Linked DNA regions of Mus musculus: all the other regions are linked to region 1. A link is a contact called in public ChIA-PET data. All regions are on one chromosome and are shown on one strand. Each heading gives the region's core, a stretch centred on a gene start, on an enhancer-like site or on the middle of the called end of the contact. The rest is flanking DNA. Distances are from core to core; before and after follow the strand shown. Region 1 overlaps 1700025G04Rik (RIKEN cDNA 1700025G04 gene). Region 2 overlaps Tsen15 (tRNA splicing endonuclease subunit 15). Region 3 overlaps Gm36920 (a long non-coding RNA gene). Region 4 overlaps Niban1 (niban apoptosis regulator 1).

Evidence for each region. ChIA-PET counts read pairs in DNA pulled down with a chosen protein or histone mark.
Region 2: a contact with region 1 is called in an RNA polymerase II ChIA-PET map of memory CD8 T cells, with 5 times the contacts expected there. The contact joins two enhancer-like sites. A contact is called at or near these places in 5 of 484 Hi-C or Micro-C datasets (the HPC-7 cell line, bone marrow-derived macrophages, cortical neurons and 1 more) and 1 of 115 datasets of contacts at active chromatin or transcription factors (memory CD8 T cells).
Region 3: a contact with region 1 is called in an RNA polymerase II ChIA-PET map of memory CD8 T cells, with 110 read pairs. The contact joins two enhancer-like sites. A contact is called at or near these places in 3 of 484 Hi-C or Micro-C datasets (CD8 T cells, LSK cells and the N1E-115 cell line) and 4 of 115 datasets of contacts at active chromatin or transcription factors (effector CD8 T cells, large pre-B cells, memory CD8 T cells and 1 more).
Region 4: a contact with region 1 is called in an RNA polymerase II ChIA-PET map of memory CD8 T cells, with 19 read pairs. The contact joins two enhancer-like sites. A contact is called at or near these places in 2 of 484 Hi-C or Micro-C datasets (effector CD8 T cells and natural killer cells) and 1 of 115 datasets of contacts at active chromatin or transcription factors (memory CD8 T cells).

What each region holds. Positions count from the first base shown.
Region 1 is chr1:152,009,019-152,011,995 of GRCm38.p6, reverse strand. All of the region lies in intron 1 of 1700025G04Rik (RIKEN cDNA 1700025G04 gene), which reads left to right. Among named protein-coding and RNA genes, the nearest start is that of 1700025G04Rik, 80 kb to the left of the region's middle. Within about 2 kb of position 1,540, at least 25 of the 459 cell types and tissues checked have an H3K27ac peak or open chromatin away from gene starts, as enhancers often do. A contact at or near this core is called in CD8 T cells, effector CD8 T cells, memory CD8 T cells and 1 more, where this site is marked.
Region 2 is chr1:152,368,177-152,371,169 of GRCm38.p6, reverse strand. Tsen15 (tRNA splicing endonuclease subunit 15) reads left to right here. Exons shown (of 5, transcript NM_025677.3): 5 at 1-435. Among named protein-coding and RNA genes, the nearest start is that of Tsen15, 17 kb to the left of the region's middle. Within about 2 kb of position 1,574, at least 38 of the 459 cell types and tissues checked have an H3K27ac peak or open chromatin away from gene starts, as enhancers often do. A contact at or near this core is called in memory CD8 T cells, where this site is marked.
Region 3 is chr1:152,269,070-152,271,877 of GRCm38.p6, reverse strand. The region is part of intron 3 of Gm36920 (a long non-coding RNA gene); the gene reads left to right. Among named protein-coding and RNA genes, the nearest start is that of Gm36920, 20 kb to the left of the region's middle. Within about 2 kb of position 1,292, at least 26 of the 459 cell types and tissues checked have an H3K27ac peak or open chromatin away from gene starts, as enhancers often do. A contact at or near this core is called in CD8 T cells, effector CD8 T cells and memory CD8 T cells, where this site is marked.
Region 4 is chr1:151,683,789-151,686,532 of GRCm38.p6, reverse strand. The region is part of intron 5 of Niban1 (niban apoptosis regulator 1); the gene reads right to left. Among named protein-coding and RNA genes, the nearest start is that of Gm41969, 52 kb to the left of the region's middle. Within about 2 kb of position 1,317, at least 164 of the 459 cell types and tissues checked have an H3K27ac peak or open chromatin away from gene starts, as enhancers often do. A contact at or near this core is called in memory CD8 T cells and natural killer cells, where this site is marked.

The DNA.
Region 1 (2,977 bases), core at 291-2,790:
AGGACACTGGAAGATTAGAAATCACTTTTAAGTTTTCTTTCTTCTCCCCTCCCAGTGGGCTGTGCATCAACACTCATTATTGAGAAACACAGCAGATGGGCCAACAGACCGATTAGTTATTTATATATACATATATATTTTTTCTTTATGGAGCTTAGATGCTGGCTCTTTCTTCATTAAAAGGAAGGCATTTTTACATGATGCCTTGTCTTGGCTTCCCTTTTTAATCAGAAGTACAAGGAGGCCACTTCACTCGGTCTATTAATCATGCAGCTTCGTCTTTGTCTTAACTGCTGTCTTCATAGCTCTCTGTGTGCCCATTGCAGTCAATATTTGATTTCTTTCCAGCCCTGCAACCCTTGTGTGGGCCTTCATGTCCACGTTCTTTCTGGGCTTGGGTTTCTTTATGGGGTTTATCTTTTTTTTTTAATTTGCTTTTTTTTCAGATGTGTTTTTTTTTTCACTAGAAAATTATTTCAAATATTTTGGAATTCCTATTCAAAATGAAAAGGTCTTTGATTAATTGGTAGGAGGTAGAATTACCTATAACATTATGTAATAAAAAATCTTTACTGGTAGCCTTTTTGTTTAAACAAAGGGGTTCATTTAATCTCTTGGATTGTCCTCAAAAAATTGAATTTTTCTTGTTCTGGTTTTAAGTTTTCTGAAAGTGGTTTTTTAAAAGTGAAACCCTGCTTCCCATTTTTCCTTGTGATGGGCATGCATATGAAATTCATGTGTGCATATAGGTGGAATTTTCCATGGTGTGCCATGAGTTAGTATGCAGTAGCAACCCCATGATGCTTGGAGAACTTTGAAACATGCTATAGGGAAAGGGTGCACATGCAGGGTCACACGAGTTTGAAGTTCTTCATTTAAAAAAAATCTGAATTAGATTCATAAATTTGTTGATGGATTTTGTAAAAATTAGGGAAATGGTCTATAAAAATGGCATTGGATTAGTTTAGGTCATGGTTTTGTGGTGCCCACATTTTGAGGACATTAGAGATGATGTGTAGGGCCCCCAATCATTTGAGGAGAGCTATACACAAAACCATAAGCAGTTAATTTGGCTCTGTGTTTTCTGAGATGCATGATGGTCCTGTCTCCTAGATAGCTTGAAGACAGACGAACCTGTGAGTCAGTTTTAGAAGTGTCCATCAAACTTCAAAGAGGTGCTTTGGCTCAGTTCTCACGCTGCGATCTGCAGCTTCAAGCAATAGCTTGCTGTTAATAACTTGGTGTGAAAATGTGGAGTCTGGCGTGCCTGTTTGCCTTGCCTCTGAGTGCGGTGGGGGCTGGAAAAGAACTCAGGCCTAGCTGAAGGAAAGATGGAAGCTGAAAGGAAGCTGATGTGTATGAGAAGGTGAGAACCAAAGGGGAGTTCTCCTGAGCAGGTGATCCCAGCAGTCTTAGGGAGACATTTCTAAAGTCCGCTCAGAAGGACAGCTTACGTTGACTGAGAATGAGTGGAGATGTAACCTTGACATTACACATGCAGTTCAAAGGCGTTTTAATGATGGTTCCTTAGATGTGGTCTGGTCTCAACCCCAACACCTCTCTAGGCTCACTTTCTCAAAGCTGAGTCAGGTGCCTGTGGGGTGAACGCCCTGACGTCGTGGTGTTTTCAATCTGCAGGAGCTTGGACCACATTGCCTCGAAGCTGGTCTAATTACCTCCTTCACTGATCTTTTATATTCTATGGGGGCAGAGAGGAAAATCATATTTCATCTTGCTTACCACCGTGAGCTTGGTACCTACCAATCACTGTCTATTACTAAGGAGTTTCCAATTAACATCTGCTAATTAAATGATTGAATGATTGGACAGGTGCTTGTGACATATTTAAAGCTTTTCCTCAGTGATCTGTGCGTGATTAACTTTACAAATTGGAGGTCTGAGCCTCAAATGACTCCAGTACCACCAGAGGGTAAACTTACTAAAATATAGTTTCAATAAGCTTGTAAAACTTGAACATGCCACTTTTAAAATCAAAATACTGCTATAAGCTATACGCTATAGTGTATTTCAGAAATAAACTGCACATGGAGCAGTGGTTGAGCACCAGTTCTTATTGAGTGACAGAGGTTATTAAAGCGTAATTAGCTGCATGTGGTAACACATGCCCTCAGCCCCAGCTAGTGAGAGTCTGAAACAGGAAGATCACTTGAGCCCAGGAGTTCAAGGTCTCTCTCCCACTCTCCCTCACCTCTTTCCTCTACCTTTTCCCCTCCCTGTGAAATATAAATATATATCTGTCAGCCTGAAGCTGACAAACATTTGTTTTCATGTAACTATAACACTTTACATCCTAGTGCGTTTTTAATGTGAACACAGCTTCGAAGAATGAGAAGCACTGTAATGCTACTCAGGGTCAGAGGTTAACTCCTGTCAGCTTCCCACGTTAGAGGTCTCTCCTCACCTGTGGTCTTGGCGTTCACAGTTTCATGGTCCATGAAGATCCTAAGAGTCCTGACTCGTTCCACAGAGAACAACATGTTCCCATGAGCCTTAGTGCGGTGTAATGATTCTACTTACTAGTAATCACCATCACTCGCTAACAGTGTCTAATGTAAAGTAATTTTTGTTGTAAATACGTGTATAAGGAAAAGCATGGTATATGCCGTGTTGGTACTGCTCCATTTTCATCAGTTGAGGGTCTTGAACATTCACAGCTGGGCAAGAGGAAGGCTTCAGATGTCTTTGTGAGAAACCACACAAGAAGCATGACATTTCAAATGTGAAGTTGGAATTAAAAAACAAAGTCACCTGAGGTGACTGTGGAGGGAGTGGTGAGTTTGCCTCCTATTTCTCAGAACCCCAGTGATTGTGTTAGTTCACCGCTCTTTTTGTTTTCTCTTTGATTCTGGAGAGGTGGCGAGAGGTGTGGAGAGAGGTTCCTGTCTGTGCGGGTTGTCTCCCCCATGCCCGTGTGAGGTGGTTTGCTCATAGACTTCCTACTTGGAAAGAAAGGGGC
Region 2 (2,993 bases), core at 325-2,824, 360 kb before region 1:
GCTGACTTAGCTAGTCCCAACCCATAAACTTCCTTTCAGAATAAAGCCTTCTCCGATGGAAGCACTATATTGCTTGCAAATATAGTTAGCCTAGAACTTTCTTATCAGAGACAGTACAGTTGCATGCGGGTTTACACCAAGGATACGTGCAGAGTTGTGGAGCCTGGCAGTGCCTCTGCCATCCCACGTAGTCGATAGACAGGTATCAGTGAGTGGTACGGAGAAAACGCTACAGCAAGAAAACGGACACAAGAGCATTAACGTGGTCATGGGTGTGAATGACACGCCAGGCTATGAAAGTGACAATCAGATTACTGATAGTGGTCTCAGTAGGATGGCAGGCAGCAAGTGGATGCCTTTGTCCTTCTCCACATTTCATTTGTCATTTGTATTACTTTTATAATAAAACGGTTTAAAATAAAAAATATCTTGAAATCTGTCGTAATCATCCATCATTGCATGCTAAAGGTAGCAGTGTAGCCAGCCTTATAACAGCACTTTTATGATCTGGGCTGCTGTCTCACTGAGGTGCCACTGAGATGCGCTTCCTCTCTCAGCCTGTTGTTGCCTGTGGCAGCTTCCTGTGTCTGTGATGCACTCCGCCTCTCAGGGTTTGGTAGAGGCCGCATTCTGTGCCTTGTCAAATGGGCTATCCCAGCACAACTGGTTGCTTTCTCAAAGCCAAGAGAGTCAGCAGGTTGGACCTACTGTCTCATGTCACAGGTCTCCCGTCTCTTTTGCCTTGTTCCTCAATTAGAAGTAAGTCACAGTTTCCACCTACACCAGATCTCATGGCTCATTAGGAAGTAGTAGTGAAAGGAATGGGAAAAAACAAAAAAACAAAACAAAACAACAACAAAAAAAACCTAACCAGACAAAAGCTGGAAGTAGTATGCGGAGTGTAACAGGCTTTTCTTGGTCTGTACTTGACCTGCGCTTTCTTGACCATGCCCGAGACCCACTTTTTCTTGATGAAAGACTTTCACAACTTCAGATTCCCTTTGCTGCCCCAGAAGGCTTGAAGAACGTGTTTCTGCCACTCCAGTGTGGCAGTTCCAGATCCAAGAGTCATAAGGTATAACTTCTAACCTTAATTCCTACTGGGTCGTATTGGACTGCATGTAAGGAATTCTTTCGTTTTGGTGCTGGAGAAAGCAATCTACATTTCATACAGAAACGTGTAGCTTAAAAAGGTCAGAAACAGCCGGGTGTGGTGGCGCACGCCTTTAATCCCAGCACTCGGAAGGCAGAAAGAAAGCAGGTGGATTTCTGAGTTCGAGGCCAGCCTGGTCTACAGAGTGAGTTCCAGGACAGTCAGGGCTACACAGAGAAACCCTGTCTTGAAAAACCAAAACCAAAACCAAAACAAAACAACATAAAAAGGTGAGATCACTGAGTCAGAGCTAGGTAACAAGACCAAAATGGCCTTTTAGGTCTAAGGCCGGCACTCAGTTTCATTGTGCAGTTTGGATTGTTGATTTCAGAATGCTCTGTGGCTTAAAGCTGTTCTGCCAGAGCCAGCTAGATGCCTGCTAATGTGAGCAATGCCCCGACAGTCTGAAGGGAGGAAAGGGAAGCATCTCATCTCAGTGAAACAACTCGGTGAAGTGGCCTGTTTAACTTTGTAACTGAGTTTACCTAAGACCTTTCCATTAGATAGCAAGAGTCCTGAAGAACAGAACGGGAAACCATGTTCTTTTAAAAACACACCAAAGCATGCTGTATGTAGACTTGGGTCTTAGGACAGTGCCTTGCTTTTTGCCTGGAGTCCACATGGACAGCAGAGGGTGCTGTAGACTAAGCGCATCTCCAGACTGCAGGCTCCAATTAGCTTGTGGTTTTTCTTGAGAAGAGTTCTCGAATTGTTTCAATCTGTGGGAAGTGGTATAAATAAAAGTACAAATAAGGGTGCCCACACCCCCTCTTTCTGACAGACCTTTAAAATTACACACTACCGGCATTAAATATGGGAGTTGAGTCAGGCTTTGCTTAAAATGTAAATCTATATTTAAAAGCAAAAGCCTGTTGGGGGAAGGGGTGAATAGGAGAGACTTTTTTCCCCCCTCAATCCATATGCATTTCATTTTTGCTTGCAAAAGCCTGATTTATTCAGTGAGATTCAGGATTAGTTAACTAGCACACAGTGCCTAAGCTCAACGTGAATCGCTGCTGTATTCCATTTAAGCTTGCTTCCTTCTTTCCAGTTGGAAGGAGAGGAAAAGACTGTGGGATTTCTCTCTGCCTGCTCTCCCCCGAGTTCCTGGTTGTTGTGCCCTCTGCTGGGAAGGCTCAGGGCAGCGTGAAGTCACCCAGGTCCAATAGCTCCTGACTGATTTCTTTTGTTCTCCTGCCTGGATGGCTTTAGAAGACTCTCTCCACACCTTAGGACTGCTGTAGAGAACATGGGCGCAGAGACACTTGTGAATTCAAAGATTCCAGCAGAGGAGCAAGCGTGTAACAGCGTTCTCATGTAATCTGTATTCGTTGACTGGACCATCTTTACAGTTTTATAAGCCTAGAACCAAACAACTTAAAGCTTTACTCGAGGTCTCATCTCTTGTTCAGAGAGCATTTCTGTGCTGAATTCCTCTGTGAGGTCACTTTTTCCATTGCTATCCCAGCAGGAAGCCACTTTCCTACTGCTGTGCGGTGCTTCTTGCCAAGGCATACAGAGCTCCTGTCAGGAGAGGGTTATCTGGCAGCTATATGTTTACCTTAATCCCTTACAGAATAATGCGCTGTCCTCTGGGCCGCTAATCATTCGCTTCATCTTCTTTCTGGCCAGTAACTGCTGTTTCTCACCACTGGCCTCTTCTGCAGTGTGACCTGCTTAATGGCCTTTGAATAACAACTCTGTGTGCTCACAAATGGCCAAAGGTGGGAAGGTCATCTGTCAGTGGGGTTATTATAATGTCCAGCTGTATTGTTTGATGACTCCGAGAAACTTTCCCTCAATAAAATCAATATCTAAAGACTGACATTTGTTTTAGGGC
Region 3 (2,808 bases), core at 43-2,542, 260 kb before region 1:
TGTTGAACCATCTGGGAACATGGCCAAGCAATTCTGGGGAGCATACTTGGCACTGTTTTGGCCTTGTGTTTCTCGTGAAATAAAAAAAAAAAAAGATTAATTTATTGTGTAGGTCATCATATATTACCTAGAAGCCAAATTGCCGGTTAAAATCCTGCTTGCAGGCAGGTGTATGGTTCTAACACAGCTTTTCATCTGAACTGTAGAGTGCTCTCCCTTAATCATCAAATGGGATGCAAACTATCTTCTCAGCCATTTCAGCATTTCAAAAATTTCTCCCCAAGTGGCAGGTTTGTGATATTTTTCATTATAATGGAATCTTATTCACCCATTCCAAACACAGCTGTTTGGTTAGAGAGCAACAGGAAATAATCACAGATATAAATGAGAGTCTGCCAAGAAGCTGAGACAAGAGAATTCTGTGCTTCAGGCCAGCCTGGGCTACCTAATGAGATTTTTGTCTAAAACACACACACACACACACACACACACACACACACTAGCATTGGGTAGCTAGGCTAGGCTTGTTTAGGAAAGTGCTTCCCACATAAACATCAACTCTGTAGTTCAGATTCCCAGAACCCACCTAAAAAATGTAGACGTGGTAGCACAGGCTTCCAAACCCAGCACTGGTGTGGGAGAAACAGGTGGGTCACTCGGACTTGCTGCTGCTCGGTCAGAGTGCATGCTCCGTCTCTGTCTATGTCTCTCTCTGTCTCTGTCTCTCTCTCTTTCTGTCTCTGTCTGTCTGTCTCTCTCTCTCTCTCCCTCTCTCTGTCTCTCTCACACACACACAGGCATGCACTTTTGATCATATCTGTTCAAATAATTATTTCTTTTACAACTAAACATTTCGAGTATTCCAAGCTAAGGAAAAGGTGAAATACGGTTTCAATTTTATGCTGTTTAGAATATAAGATGCTATTTTTAAAAATCTGTAATACATAACTTGTCCCTTTGGACATCATCTAGTGCCCCCATGTTTTATGTAACTGTGTGCACTGGACTGGTTTTCTGTGAAGACACAGAGATATCCGCAGGCTTTCATCTTCGAAAAGCCTCAAAGACTTTGACAAGCAGAAAAAAAAAAAAAAGACACTCCTGGCCTGCTTCTCCTCTCCTAGAACACCCCCCCCCCCGCCCTCCATACCTGCTTCTGTTGCTCTCCAAATCCTAACCTGTGCAAAGTCTCTTCCACTGAACTTCTCTTGACAACTGTAGTCCACCTCAACCCTCTTCCACCCCTGGCTTCCTGTCACCCACTCTCTGCATCTCTTCTACCTGGTGGCCGTCAATTTCCGCTGTCTTACCTCATCCCTATGCACTAATCTCATCTCCTGCAAACAAGAGCAGCCTGAGCGTAAGTCTGTGCCTTGCATGGATAATTCCTCTTCAGCTCCGTGAGTTGACAGTCCACAGCACACATTACGGATAAAGTGAGTAATGGAAGAATCAGAGTTCATCTGTTTAGAAGACGATTATTCAGGCTGTTCTCTGACAATGCCAGCCCCTCCCCCCACCCATTATCTGCGACTTAGCAGTTATGTATATGCTGGCCATTTCCAAAACCTTGTGTAGACACCAGACTCTAGCAACCTTTGCTTCTTGTTTATGCTTGTTATTCTATTAGACCAAATGCAGAAAAAAAGTCCTTTTCAAAGCTCTGTACGTGACAAGGTGCGGAGGATGGACAAGGTGCTCTTTACCATGCCCAGCCCACAGCTCCACCGCCCTTTGCAGTGGTTTCTCTTGAAGCTCTTCCTCCCCTGAGTTTACATCCTTAAAGATCTGCTTTGAAGATGAGCATTTAGAAACCTGTGGTTAGCCTTGCTCCAAGGTTTTGCAAAGTCAACAGGAGGCATTTTGATTATAGCTATTTGTTCTTAGGGGACAGTGAGTTTGCAGAAAATTAGAGATGGAAAATTGCCTTGCCTTACAGATTGGGCCAAGCCTGCGCAGCAAGGCCGGCCGAGGTAGGCTGACTGCTAATGCACGGCCTGAACTGGCTGGCAGGCAATGATGCTTCCTGGCTCCTCCTCATTGCAGGACTGCAGTGGATAGCACAGCTCACAGCAAGAGCGTGTACCCCAGCAAAGCCACTGCACCAGCAGCTGGGGGAGAGAAGCTGAATTCAGTGGTTGCACTTGCATGGGAATGGACAGCTATTTAAGGAAGAGAGTTAGCCAGTGTCTGATTCCTACCAAGTCTGTGTCTTCTAGGAAGTTCTCCTAGATTACTCAGGTGTATATTTTTAGTGGGAACTCAATCTATAAAAATCCAAGTTCATCAAATTGATAAATTGTGGAGACGAACTTTTATAAAATTTTTATTTAATTAATATATATGTGTGAGTGCCAGCGTGTCTGTCTGTCTACCACACTCATGCAGTGTTGGCAGAGGCCAGATGAGAGGGTTGGATCCCCTGGAACTGGTGCTATCAATGGTTATGGGTTATCATGTGTGTGCTGGGAATCGAACCCAGGTCCTCTGGAAGATCAGTCAGTGCTCTTACCTGCTGAGCCATCTCTCCAGCCCTGAGGTGGGTTCTGTTTAACTACAAAAGGATCTTCTTACCAACTTCAGGGTACCCTTATAATAGCTAATCATCCTCCTAGTGACTATGATATCATATTTATGGATTTCTTTTTTCAGACCTACTGATCTTAGCTACAATGTACTGCCATGGTGACTAAAAGCCCAGGCTTCGACTCCAGCCAAGAGCAAGCTTGAAAAATGGGCTCTGTTATCTATTTGCAATGTGTTTGGATTAGTTCTGATCTTCTCAAAAATACAGAAAGTTTCATCAAG
Region 4 (2,744 bases), core at 68-2,567, 330 kb after region 1:
CAGTCAGCAATGGAATCCGGAGACAGAGAGCTCTCACCATTAGGACAAATGAAATCTTAAATTCCCCTCTTGGATAGTGGGAGACAGATCTAATTTGCCAATCTGTTATTAGATTTTTTTTCAGCTTATAAGCTAATTAAACAAATTGATTTATGGAGAAAAAAAAAAACAAACAAAGAAAAAACTTGGAGAAGAGATGTGCCACAGGGTAAGTTTCTCTGTGAGTGTCTGCTCTGGTGATGAGGAGCAAAACTCAGAAGACCATCGCCAGCTCAGTAAGCAAACAGAATGAAGTCTGCCAAAGACAGAGGAGTGCTGTGCTGAGGTAATCCGACCTCCATTGTTCCTCCTCGGTTGTTTGCAGAGGCAGAGCTGAACTCATTACAGGTGCTTGAGAGAAAGCAGATTACCCGTTACTTCATCAGCATCCTGTGAGGAGGTCTCAGGGGAACACACTGTACCTTCTTAACTACCCTCTCTCCTGCCAATAAGCAATCTGAGGGTTTTTAGTTCGGTGGCCTTCGGGAACTTCCTGCTCTTCCGCAAAGCTTTCCCTCTGCAGGAAGACTTAGGGCAGGTAGCAAGCGGGCCAGAATTTCCTTTTCCCACATGGTCTAACTTAAAGACTCCACAGGGGGCCGGGTGTGCAGGGGAGCAACTGAGGCATCTGTTAAAGCCAGATGGAGAAAATGGGGGGGGGGGAGTTCATGTCTTAGCTGAAGGTCACACAGCTGGCCAGAGTCAGAGCCAAGGGGTGTGTCCTGCGTGGCCTTGGCATTCACGGCTATTTAAACCATAGACTATGAGAATCAGGAGTGATCTCAATGCTCACTGACCGTGAGGTTTTCAGTGTTGAGAACCTTCAGAAGGCCAGCCTTGGCTCAAATAGATCTAGTGACAGAAAGTTCAGAATTTAATGAAATGGTTCTTTTCCATTCCAGAACTACTCTAATTATTTGAAAATTTAAATGTTTACCACTTCTTTTGAGCCACTATGTTTACACACACACACACACACATACACACACCATCCACTTTGTCTCTGAGAGTAAATTAGTTCTCATTACTCCTCTTCCATAGCTGGGCTGATTCCCAGGTACCCACAGAGTGGACTAACTTTCCCTCAACTCCTCTTTAAACAACTTGTTTACCTTTGGATCTTTCTACTTTTACCCTTCTTTTCTCCCCCCCTGATGGGCTCTAAGGTATCACACTCTTCGTCCTAGCACCCACCACAAAACACGTGATACTCTCTGCCCCTTTCTGGTTTCTTCTTTAATGTGGCCACAGCATCCGGGTGACTCACACATTTCTTTTAATCCAATCAAATCCATAAACTTCTTCTCATATGAGATGCTTGCCAACCTAAGCGTCCCCTGACTTGCACTTCTACTTTTGAGATCAGGCCAGCTTTTAAAGCTTATCCCTATTAAGTGGCAACTCGCTGAGACCAGCCCCACCTGACACACCATTTCAAAACTGGAATTCTGCCCCATACCCTCTTTCACCCAAGAGCCAGGAAAACTGCTAGATTTGCCTTCTTTGTGCCTATCCAATTCGCTGGCAAAACGTTCATCAAGTCCAGAGCACAGACAAACCCTGGGAAACTGTAAGCATTTTAGCAGGCATGTGGGAGACACATTGTAGCTATTCATTCAACACTCTATCCCCAGGGCCAGGAAATGTCTAGGAATGCTCTGTTCTCCTTGGTCTCTCCCAGGTCCTCATCTCTGCAGCTGCGTGGAAAACTCATATTTGAGAGAGATGATTAAGGATTTTTGCAAGGGAAGCTTTGCTTTCCTAGGCCTCTCGGGGACAGTTATTCGGGGGGCCAGCCAGAGAGACATCGTTTTTTGTTTTTTTCCACTTGTGCAGATTTATAACATGCCTGAGCTAACCAAAGCCCCAAAGCTCCCAGGCCTGTGGAGTCAGTGTATACTGTGACTCTGGCTGCCGTGCCAGATCTAGGTTTGGAAGTGCCTTGTAATTCTGTTTTATGGATAACCTCTACCAAGCCCTGTCAGCTGATCTGCAGAGCGATTTGGGCAAGTTATATAACAGCATTCCTCCCCTCCCCGGGCTTCTGCGGTTTCTTACCACAGACTCTCCTAACCCTTCCCCAGTTCCAGTTCACAGCGCCCTCCCGGGGAAGCCATTGAGGATGCTCGTCCTAGGGTTTAATCTAGAATAAGGAAGACAGGGCGCGCAGTGAAGGTGACCGAGGTCAATTGAGTCACTACTGTGGATTAGAAACCATCTCATAAAATCTCCACATTGCAAAAGACTAGGGACAGAGCTTCAGGGGTAGATTATGGTCAAGCAAGACCCAGATACCTCGGGACCCTTTTCTAACACTTTATGGTTTAATGTTTCAAAACTACTTTATAAAAACTAATCAACTAGAACAGGGGCTATCCCAAAAGCCATTGCCTGTATGTAGGATATATTCTACTAGCTGGGCTGCCTTGTCTGGCCTCAGTAGGAGAGGAAGCCTCGCACAGACTTGAAGTACCAGGGTGGGGGTAGGGGAAAACCTAGGGGGTCCTCCCACAGGCTCAGAGAAGAAGGGGAGGGGAGATGAGGGAAGGATTGTGGGAGGGGGTGACCAGGAGGTAGGCTGTGAGCAGGATGCAAAGTGAATAAATAAAACACTAAAATTAAATTAAAAAATATTATATTCAAAAGATATTATATTTATATATGCATGTGTGTGTGCACGTGAACGCGTGTGTTTTACAGACTAA